Regions from separate parts of the Mus musculus genome. Here region 1 is linked to region 2. Evidence: chromatin contacts called from public HiChIP or PLAC-seq data. All regions are on one chromosome and are shown on one strand. The core of a region is the stretch at or near the end of the contact, and the rest is flanking DNA. Distances in the headings are between cores, read along the strand shown.

Evidence for each region. HiChIP or PLAC-seq counts read pairs in DNA pulled down with a chosen protein or histone mark.
Region 1: a contact with region 2 is called in an H3K4me3 HiChIP or PLAC-seq map of intestinal villus epithelium, with 6 read pairs. The contact joins the promoter of Prkar1b here to the enhancer-like site in region 2. A contact is called at or near these places in 2 of 39 promoter capture datasets (the SN4741 cell line and embryonic stem cells), 4 of 15 datasets of contacts at CTCF or cohesin (the NIH/3T3 cell line, embryonic stem cells and large pre-B cells), 11 of 484 Hi-C or Micro-C datasets (the 63-12 cell line, B cells, bone marrow-derived macrophages and 7 more), 17 of 115 datasets of contacts at active chromatin or transcription factors (craniofacial prominence, embryonic basal ganglia, embryonic forebrain and 11 more) and 3 of 9 other capture datasets (adipose tissue, embryonic stem cells and liver).

What each region holds. Positions count from the first base shown.
Region 1 is chr5:139,126,297-139,132,147 of GRCm38.p6, reverse strand. It overlaps Prkar1b (protein kinase, cAMP dependent regulatory, type I beta), which reads left to right and starts at 2,396. Exons shown (of 11, transcript NM_008923.3): 1 at 2,396-2,504; 2 at 4,363-4,561. The coding sequence starts at 4,385.
Region 2 is chr5:138,848,571-138,853,922 of GRCm38.p6, reverse strand. No RefSeq gene overlaps it. Among named protein-coding and RNA genes, the nearest start is that of Gm30206, 26 kb to the right of the region's middle. Within about 2 kb of position 3,847, at least 18 of the 459 cell types and tissues checked have an H3K27ac peak or open chromatin away from gene starts, as enhancers often do. A contact at or near this core is called in the 63-12 cell line, intestinal crypt epithelium and intestinal villus epithelium, where this site is marked.

The DNA of each region.
Region 1 (5,851 bases), core at 1,147-3,646, 280 kb before region 2:
GCCCAAATTCCCCAAGTAGGCTAGAGTGGCTGGCCAGGGAATCCCAGGTTCTATCCCCAGCACTACAGGAAGGGAACCTCAAGAAGCCAAGGTCCCTGGACTAGGTTACTAGAGTAGCCCAGACATAACCAAGAATGGCAGGAGCTGCCTTCACAGGGGGCCACAGCAGCAGGCATTGCTGTAAGGCCCAGGGACCTGGTTCTTGGTTGGTTCCATAATTCCTGATGGCTAGCCCCTGACCAAGGGTTCTTGTTGTGACAGGACAGTTCTATCCAAGGGGACTTGCCTTTCAGGCAGTGTACTTCAGTAGACGTCTGCTTGTGTGTGTGCGCCTTGTGATCTGAGGACTGTTCTTGAGGGTCACCCCACCTCTCCGAAGGAACAACATGAAGGGTAGTCTTTATAGGGAACTTCAAAAAACAGAGAGCCCCTTAGAGGTGGGGATGGGGTCCCCAGGGGAGAAAACCCAGTCCTTATTTATGCATGTGGTACATGCCTACAAGCCTAGCATTTCAGAGGTAGAAGAATAAAGATCAGGAGTTTAAGGCCCATCCTTAGTGATTTTGAGATTAGCCTTGGGTTAGTAGCAAAACAAAAAACAAAAAACAAAAACAAAAACAAAAAAGGAAGAGGAGGAGAGTGGAGAGCAGCCCTGGAGGATTCAACCCCATAGCCCAAGTTCCAGGATAGAAATTGGCTCCTTTTTGCTGACTTTGCTCAGTGCTTTCTGCATCCCCGCAGGAGCCAGGAGGAGTTGGGGCTAGAGAGGGAAGTGGGTGATGGAGAAGGCAGGTGACCCCATCTGAGTGCTGGCAGGTAGCAGCACATGAGTTACTTAGGAAAGGCAAGTTTTCGTTTTGGTAAGATGGGACTTGAATTCTTGAAAAAAAAAAAAAAAAGACCCTTTCCCACTAGGTATGTCTGTCACTCAGGTGGACAGATCTGGGGAGGCAGGCTGGAGGGCAAGGCCAGGGAAGTGTGAGCTACATCTTCATCATCATCATCTTCTTCTTCTTCTTCTTCTTCTTCTTTTTCTTCTTCTTCTTCTTCTTCTTCTTCTTCTTCTTCTTCTTCTTCTTCTTCTTCTTCTTCTTCTTCTTTTTTGGTTTTTTGAAACAGGGTTTCTCTGTATAGCCCTGGCTGTCCTGGAACTCACTCTGTAGACCAGGCTGACCTTGAACTCAGAAATATGCCTGCCTCTGCCTCCCAAGTGCTGGGATTAAAGGCATGCACCACCATGCCCGGCTGAGCAGTGTCTTTTTTTTATTTTATTTTATTATTTTTGTTTATTTTATCATATACTTGTTTTGTTTTATTATTAATTTCATTCTAGATTTGATTTTATTCGAGACAGAACCTCATGTAGCCTAGGCTGGCCTCAAACTTGCTATTGTAGGCAAACATACAATACAGACAATGCGCTGCTCCTGTTGCTACACCCCACGTGCTGGGATCACTGGTGTGTGCTGCCATGTTGGTGCATTGCTGGTGATGGGACCCTGAGCTCCTGCATGCTAGGCAAGCACGATATCAACTGAGCCCTGTTCCAAAGCAGCAAGTCCTTTTACAGCAGTTTTCCTTCACATTGGCAGGAAGAGGTGTGGGCCACCGCCAGCCCTGCCTGCTGAGAGCACAGGCCAGGTTGGTGGCCATGTGGAGACATGTGTGTCAGGAGGAGGAGGGCTGGTGAATGTGGCAAGAGGTATCAGGCAGCTGGGCAATGGGGTACCCCTGAACGATAGGGAATGTGGGCAGGTGAGTGGAGGAACAAATTCAGGGAGCTGGTCAGTGTAGATAGACGAGTGGGGAGCTGGTGAATGGAAGAACAGATTGGGGAACAGGGTGTGAGCACAGGTGAGTCAGGACAGGTGAGTGGGGGGAATACGTGGTGGACTGGAGAATATAGACAGGCCAGAAGATTGGAGATGTCTTCTCCAGCACCTTTGAGTCTCATCCTTCCTCCTGCAGCTCAGATCACTGGGAGAAGATGGACTCTGTTTCCACAGGAGCAGATGGCGCAGGACAGGATGCGTGCGTGGTGGCTAATTTTTGCTACAGGCCTCGGCTTTAGAGTGGGCAGGCACTGAATGAGACTCAGAATGACAGCTCAGACAGAGCACGGTGCCACTGTGCCCTGAGCAGAGAGAGCATCTAGGCCCGGAAGGAGCGGCGCCAGCCAGGTCGGGCTAGCTTAGGAAGAGAGGAATGGGGTGGTAGGAGGTCCGGGTGGCAGGACCTGTGTGTGTGCGGGGACGCGGGGCCTGCGCGACAGAGCTCTGGTGTGTCCCTGGCATTCAGAGACAGCTGTGGGGCGGTCCCTGGGGAGGACAGCGGTCGGTGGGCGACCCGCGCGGGCGCGGTGCGCGGGGCCTGGCGGCCGGCGGCGACGCGCAGCGGGGGCGGGCGGAGGGCGGCGCCGCTGCAGTGCGGGGACCCGCTCGCCGTCCCCGCGTCCCCGCGTCCTCGCGCAGCCTCCTCCGGCCTCGGGCACCGCGCATCTACAGGTACGCAGGCTGGGGTGGGGTCTGTGTAGGGACCCGGCCCTATCTGGAGCTGGGTGTCAGCGGGAACTGGGGTGGGGTGGGGGACTCACGGGGACACGAGGGATTTGGGGAGGGGCGCAATCAGCCCCGCGGGGCTACGCGGGTGGAGGCGGGGGTGGGGTGGGGGGAGAACTGTTGGCGTCCAAGGTGGTACCAGGCCTTTGTAAAAGCTCTCAGGACAGGGTTGGGTTGGTCCCCTGTACCCACCAGGGTCTGGAGGCGCCTTGCACTCACCACCATCTGGGGGCGTCCCCAACTCTCCTCTGGTGGGCCCAGGGTTTGGGGACCGAGTCACGGTATGTGTGTGTGTGTGTGTGATTCCCCATCCTTCTGAGGCTAGGTGTACCTCCTCGTCCTCATCCGCCATGGGGTCCCCTCAACCCCAAGGCCTCTAGGCTGGATGATTCCAATCAGTGTGGGGCGGGGCGATGACCTGGACGTTGTGACTCAACACTGCGCAGGACACTCACTAGAGCCTTCTAGAGCCTTCGGGCCTCTGTTACTGTCTTCCAAGCCCCCCACCCCCACCCCTCAGCTCACTTCCATTGTTTTCTTTACCCTCTTTGCCTTTCTCATGAAACAAGCCACCCCAATCCTTTGACAGCACCCCCCTCGCGCCCCACCCACCCGCGCTGGGGCCTTAGATCGTGACAACATCAACCTTAAAAGGGGGGAGAGTGTGGATGAAAAAAAAAATGAAGCATCATGGTTTGCATAGTGGGGGCGCCAAACACCCAACTTATTCCACCTGAAATTTCTCAGAAATGGAGAGAGAACCGTATGCAAATCATACTTGATCTCTTTCATCCCTGAAGGAACCTGTTCCGAAGTAAGGAAGGCGTTTGAGCCTTTGAGTGATGAACTAACTCATCAGAGAAAACCCTTTGACAAACGTGACTTCTGGCGTTATACACACTGGAGTTAATCATTAACAATAAACCTTACATGCTGGGAGGCCCTCTTCCACTGATGTACAGCCCTATGTTATTTTTTTAATTAAATGTTTTGTGTGCATGCGTCTCTCTCTCTCTCTCTCTCTCTCTCTCTCTCTCTCTCTCTCTCTGTGTGTGTGTGTGTGTGTGTGTGTGTGTGTGTGTGTGTGTAGAAGGCCAGTGGTTGGTCTTGGGTGCATTCCTTGACCACTTTCCACCTTATACAGTGAGGCACAGTTTCTCCCTGAACTCATAGCTCACCGATTCAGATAGTCTAGCTAGCTAGCTTGCCCCAAGGACCCTGGCTTCACTTCCCTCACCCTGGGACTGTAGGCCACCATGCCCACCTGGCATTTCTGTGGGTGCTGTGGATCTGACCTTCTGTCCTCATGCTCGGGCCTTAGATGTTTTATCTACTGAACCATCCTGTCAGTATCTCCCCTGCCCTCCCTCTTTTTAAAGGCAAAGTTTACATAGACCAGGCCAGCCTCCAACTTGTTATGTAGCAAAGGCTGGCTTTAAACTCCTTATCTTTATGTCTTTCCGTGCTGAGGAGTGCTGGGGTTATAGTTATGCATCACTGCAGAGTTCATTGGTGTTGGGCATGAAATCTGCATACTAGGCTAGTATTTTACCAACTAAGTCATATTCTCTAAACCCATTCCAGGCTTTTACTTTTTACTTTGAGACAGGTTCTCACTAAGTTGTATAGGCTGGTCCTGTTCAGGCAGACCTTGAACTCACAGTCCTCCTGTGTTCATCTTCTGAGTAGCTGGCATGACAGGCCTGTACCACCAGGCCCAGCCCACGTGTACTTTATATAGTTTATGGTAGAACAGTTTGGCTTCCCCAACACCTCCTAAAGCTGATTGTGTCATCTGTAACAGGAGCATAGAAGACATTCTGACCATGGCCTCCCCATCATGCTTCCACTCGGAGGATGAGGACTCTCTGAAAGGATGCGAGATGTACGTGCAGAAACATGGCATCCAGCAGGTGCTCAAAGAATGCATTGTGCACCTCTGTGTCGCCAAGCCGGACCGGCCACTGCGATTCCTCCGGGAGCACTTTGAGAAGTTGGAGAAGGTCAGTGCCCCTAGTATCCTTTGTAGGTGGCCTGGGCAAAGCTGCTTCAAGTCCCTCCTTGGAATTCCAAGATAGTGATGCTCCTATATCCCAGATCTGTCAGGATCATGGGAAGCAAGGCTGGGGCTGAAGCTCCATGGTAGAGCCCCTTCCTAGATTCCCCAGGCAAGGGGCTAGAGGGTGTGGCTCAGTGGTAGAGCCCCTGCCTAGAATCCCCCAGTGAGGGGCTGGGGGCCTGGCTCAGTGGTAGAGCCCCTGCCTAGAATCCCCCAGGGAGGGGCTGGGGGCGTGGCTCAGTGGTAGAGCCCCTGCCTAGAATCCCCCAGGGAGGGGCTGGGGGCGTGGCTCAGTGGAAGAGCCCCTGCCTAGAATCCCCCAGTGAGGGGCTGGGGGTGTGGCTCAGTGGTAGAGCCCCTGCCTAGAATCCCCCAGTGAGGGGCTGAGGGCGTGGCTCAGTGGTAGAGCCCTTGCCTCCAATCCCCTAGTGAGAGAGGCTGGACCCCCACCACCACCTCCCATGAATAAGGCCCTGGGCTACATTCCCAGTAATTCGATTGACTTGACACTGACTTTTCTTTATTTGGCCTTGGCTTCATCTCTGGGTCCCACACTCTCGCTTTCTATTTCTTTGAGGTTTACAGTCTTCAGAACTCTCACAGACTGGTTCAGGGATTATTTATCTGAACCTGGTTAGTGGCCACAGGACTCGCTGGCAGTTTTCATATGGACCAGATGGGGATGAAGTCTGGTTATGTGTGTATGTCTTAAGAAGATCTCACGTTGTAGTCCAGCTTCGTCTGATACCTGCCACTATCCTCCTGCTTCATTTTCTTCAGTGCTGGACCACTTTGTCTGGCTGAGGTCTAGTGATAGAAACCATCCTAAAGTCTAGTGGCCAGCCATCAGAGCCAGATTGTCAAGCCCCCAGATCCCAGTGAGAGGAGTGAAGAGCTGGCTCAGCAGTTAAGAGCATGCACTGGTTGCTTTTCCACAGCACCCGGATTTGATTCCCAACACCCACCTGGTGGATTATAATCATATGTAACTCCATTCTCACGGGATCCGGGGCCTTCTTTTGGTTTCCACAGGCACACATATATTCCCTGTGCACACACATTCACACACACACACACATTCACACAGACACACACGTACATAAAAACAAATTAAAGGCAAGCATCTGATCATGCAAGTGATGGAGGTGTGTGTAGTCCAGGTCCATGTTGATCTGCATGCTGGACTTGCAGTGTGGATGGAGGAATTTGCCCCAGACATATTTGATGGGAAGAA
Region 2 (5,352 bases), core at 2,598-5,097:
CCTGCTGGTGAGCTTTGAGAACATTCTAAATGCCACAGCGAGTGACTGATTGCTTGCAGTGGTACCATAAGGAGGCAGGACTTTGCTAGGGTAAAAGGTATGCATGTTGACATTGATCCCACTGGTTGATTGACCATAAATGTTACACAGCTCATCAGCTGCAGACAGTGTCTGTTTCCCACTGGCCTGCCATGTGCAGCACCAGCCACTGCCTTGCTTTCTGCCAATCTTGTTATAAAGTGGGTCCCCATTTCCTTCCTGTTCACATTTCCCATCCCTAGCCAGGCCTCTCTGTTGGCCAGGCAAGTTGATCCCACTTCCTGAGCCTCCTTGGGGGACTGGGCACTTCCTGGGCACTCTTTATGTGTTTGGGATATGAACTCATTGTCACTTCCTTTCTTGGTGGCCAGCTGGGTTTCAACTTTGGCTCGTGGCTTTGTGGCCTTGTCTGGATGAGTGTCACACACTCTCTGCTTGCTGCTTTGCCCAACTTGAGGGGTGTGGTCTTCAACCTCACTACATCCTGCTACCTGAGTCCAGGAGTGCTGAAATCTCATCATCATCTCAGTCGACTGGGCTGATGGCAAGCATGCGTGTGGCAGCTATATAGGACATTCCAGAGATTCTTTATTTTATTTTTATATGTGTGCATGTGTATGTATATGTGTGCATGCATATGCATACAGGTGTACTCACCAGCAGCATTCGCCAGTGTGTGCACACGAAGGCCAGAGACTGATATCAGATACTTCCTCAGTCACTTCACTTACTTTTGTGCACAGTCTCTTACTGAGTTAGAGCTTACCCATTTGGTTAAGGCTGGCAGGCCAGTGAGCCCCTGAGACCTTCCTCTCTCAACCTTCCTAGTCCTGGAATTATAGGTGCTCACAGCACATCTGGCTTTTTACCTGGGGCTGGGGACAAACTCAGATCCTCAGGTTTGTGTGGCAAACATTTTTACTGAGTCATCTTCCCAGCCCTTGGAACATTCTGGAATGAAGGAGTGTCTTAGTTACTTTTCAATTGCTGTTATAACATGCTATGGTCGAGGGCTGGAGAGATGGCTCAGTGGTTAGGAGAACCCAATACTCCTCTTTCTAGAAGATCCAGCATCCACATGACAGCTAAAAACTGTCTGTAACTCTAGTTCCTGGGGATTTGATTTGTTTTTCTAACTAATGTAGACACCAGGCAAGAGTATGGTGACCATACATTCAAGCAAAATGATCATACACATGAGATAAATTATTAAAAAGGAAAAAAAAGACACTACGACCAAAGGCAACTTATAGATGAAAGAATTTATTTAGGACTTAGAGTTTTAGAAGGTTACAGTGGATATGAACACCATGTCATGGCAGCATGGCAGCAGGCAAGCAAGCATGGCACTGGAGCAGTAGCTGAGAGCTTCTATCTTGAGAAACAACCAAGAATCACAGAGCACCACCTGGAATGTTGTGGTCTTTTGAAACCTCAAAACTCACTCACAGTGATAAACTTCCTCCAAGGCCATACCTCCTAATCCTTCCCAAAGAGTTCCACTAACTGGGGAACAAGCATTAAAAACGTGAGTCTGTGAGGGCCATTCTCATTCAAACCGCTAGGGGCCTCAAAGGTGCTGCAGCAACAGGGAAGTAGAAGGTTCCATCTGCACTACTCAGGAGTTCAGAATGGCCTGGAAAGGACAAGACGACACCCAAGCACACACATCTAAGGACGGCTCATAGGTGACAAATGGTGAGGAGTGACAATGGAGTGAGTCATGGGCTAGAGTGAGCTTCACCCTCAGGAGCCTCAGGTCAAACACCACCACCATGAAAGAAAAGAGAGAAGGGAAAAATTAAGGCCAAACATGGTGCTGGTGCTGGCGGGGGAATTACATATCATTCCTTAAATATATCACAGTATTTTAGTCAATGAAGTCACCAAGATTTGAGGTAGAGTCAAGTTAATGGAGGGATTAGAGTTATGGAGACTGGGGCTAGGGAGGCAGGGGTCATGGACGCTGGGGTCAGGAAGGCAGGAGTCGGGGAGGCTGATGTAGGGAAGGCAGGGTTTGAGGGAGCTGGGCTCAAGAAGGCTGGGATTAGGAAGGTAGGGGGCCAGGACTCTGGAGTCATGGAGGCAGGGCTAATTGAAGTTGGTCTCCTTGTGAGCTGGATAGAACTAGTTCCGCTAGCTTACTGGCCTCCTCACTCATTTGCCTTCTCCTTGAGAATCTTCTCAAGCTCTTGGCCAGAGCAGGGTGATAGCTTCCTGTGAGTTCTGAGTTCACTGGAAGCCACACTACTTACCAGGTCAGTTGGCACCTATTCTGGAAACAATGCCAATATCACTCAAACAAAGACAAACACCCTGTGTAAAGTTAGGGCACAGATAGCTGGGAGCCTTCTTTCTGACTGTTACGGCTAATGGAAGGCTTCCAGAGAGTCGCTGTGTACTGGGAAGGGCCGGAGTACCACCCACAGCAATGGCTTTTTGCTCAACACTCCTGTTTAATGTGGAAGTCTCACAGGCTTTTAATGCAGGTAAGCTGTAACTGCAGATGGACTGATACTCCCGGAATGGTGAGCTCATTTGACTTAAACACAGGATGCCAGGCTGGGCCAACAAAAGTTCATCATGTGGAGTTAGAGCACTCATGGCCTGTGGCTTTCTGGGATCTGGCCATTTCCTCCCCTCCTGCACACAAAGGGGTAAAAGGGGAATAAAGGAGAAGAGATAGAGACACTGGGAACTCTGGGTCTCAGCTGTCTGTGCTGGGACCATGTGTGACAATTGGCTGGTGTATGAGTTCTACCAAGAACAGGGGGGGCCAAGAACAGGAGAGAGAGCAGACTCTCTCCTCGCAGCCAGTCTTGCTTTGGGGGTTCCCCGAGGACTTGGCTATCAGTGTCAACTAAGTGTTGGGCACGATGCTAAGTGGGCTGGTTATGTCAGGCGGTCAGTGCCTGCATCACTGATGCCCATGATGAGGGCACTCCTCAGGTAGGATGGCAGAGGGAAATGTGGTCGAGCCAACTCCTTGAACAAGGAGAGGATACCCTACACACATAAGGCTGTAGGGCCCTAAGCAGGGTAGGTTTTGGTATCAGTGGCCCAAAGATCCCATTCTGGCCCTGATTTCTTTTTATCCCCGCCTTCTGCCTAGCTGGCCTCGTTCCAAATCAAGCTGTCCCCCAGGTACACACAAAAGAGCTGCTGTAGTTCCAGGTTTCATATCGAAGTACCACCCCGCCCAGGAAGGAGAGTTTGATCGGTTCCAACTGTTCACACAGAGAATCACAATGGGGCCCCTGAGGTCAGGTGCCTACCCTTCAGTGCACACATGGGGCTGGGGAGAAAAAGATGTGCCAGGTTACAGGGGAGGGATGTGAACTGTGGGTGCTGGGTACATATGGTGACCTCTGCCACCCAAAGGTCATATATGAGTATGACCTTTTAATAAAAAGCTCCATCCTTTGGGCTTATTTCACAGACAGGAACTTAGAAAGTTTAGGGTAAGAGGAAATTTGGGCTGGCCAGTGCAGTAGAGTTTGCCTGAGACCAGAGTCTGGAAGGGGTGTGGGAAGACCGGGGTGCTCACCAGAAGCTCCATTCAAGACATGTAGAGAACACGCCAGACACCTGAGGGGTGTGTCTTAGCGGACTCACCCAGACCAAGAAGTTTCGAAAGGCTGAAATGGGCGGATTGATTGTATCCGCTGGCTTCCGGGATCTCCCAGGCTCCTGTAGCCATTTACAGAAAGTCAATGCCACCAGAATGATTCATGTTCTTAGGAGCATGTATGAATCGTCTCTGGTGGAACCCCGCTGACTGTCATCTGGGGACAGAAGGTCACATCACACCTAAGCTCAACAGGGCATCCCTGCCTCCTCCTCCTCTGCTGGCGGTCAGAGGATTTACTGGCTTCCTCATTGCCCCACTAAGTTCAACAAAACCTCTGAATGTCAGTCGCATGCCGCTTCCTTTTTATCACTCACCTGGTCCTTAGGTGGGTCCAAGCTCTGGAGTAGTGGCTGGGGAGCCTGGCAGGATGCCAAGGAAGGGCTTGCAGGTGTTCTGGCCCTGCCGTGCTGTTCTAGACAGCCCGAGTGAGCGAGCGAGCGAGCGAGCGGCTGCCTTCTGGCGACTCACTACTCAGCTGCTCACACAGACTTCACGATCATCTCCCATATCCGGCTTCAGGCTAAATCATTCTCACTACAGTGTGAGTGGCTGTGGATGGCTTTCCACGGTACCTCTCAGCCTCTCCGTTGGCATCACTTTAAGTGTTGTCCCTTTCTCCCCTCCCCCTCCACTCATCTGTGGACGTGACCTGAAGCAGCTCTTCTCGGGTTCAAAGTTCCTTCAGTATTTCTGTTTTCAAGGAAATTCTACATTCAGTGTCAGAGTACATTTGCGTGTTAGCATCAGACAGCATGGAAGTGGCTTCCCTCAGAGGGACCTGGTTTACTCTAGGGCCGTGTGTCTCATCCTATGGGTTACAACCCCTCTGGGGGTTGAACAAGGGTCAGATCATCAAAAAGCACGAATATTTCCACTGAGATTCATAACAGCAGCAAAGCTGCAGTTATTAAATAGCAACAACAATAATTTTATGGTTGGAGGGTCACCACAACATGAGGTACTGTACTAAAGGGTTGCAACGTTAGGAAGGTTGAGAACCACAAGTCTAGGGACAGATCCGTTCTGCTTTTCCAAACCCTGTGGCTCTCTTAGAGATGCCGTAGTGCACTACATCAGCAGGAGAGGCAGGGACTCAGGGACCCTTCGCTCTCTCCCAGGCCCTCAGGTCCCAGTTAGTAGGGAGTGCCTCAAGGCAAGCAGAGAGTGAGTCCAGAGGCTGCTCTGAGCTCCAACCTGGGTCAGAGACCCTAAGTGAGCTTCAGAGAGGCACAATAAGATGTAAGGGTAAATAAAGAGAGGTAAAGAAGCTGGCGGCAAGGGTCTGAGCCTGCCATTCACAGCCTCCATACTCCCCTGGGCAAGCCCTTCTAGAAAGCAAGGGAAGTTATGGGATGAGGTCTTTAGAAACTTTGCAAGGTCAAAGATACACCTGACCATGGATCCCACTGTGATTCTCTGTGTGAGAATGGAACAGATCAAACTCTCCTTCCTGGGCCAGAACCCAGTGGGTTATGTGTCAGTGTCCATAAGGTCTTTGGGAGGTCATCTGGCCTTGGGGTCAGAGTTCCTAGGCCAAGTGTCAAGGGGCGCTAACTTTACGGTGAATACTCACTTTGCCTACAGTAGCCACACTTTCAGGTTGGAAACTCGGGTGGATATTACAAGCTTTGACCCTATTGGCGTTTCATGAGAGGCTATCTCATCCCACTCAAAGGCTATCT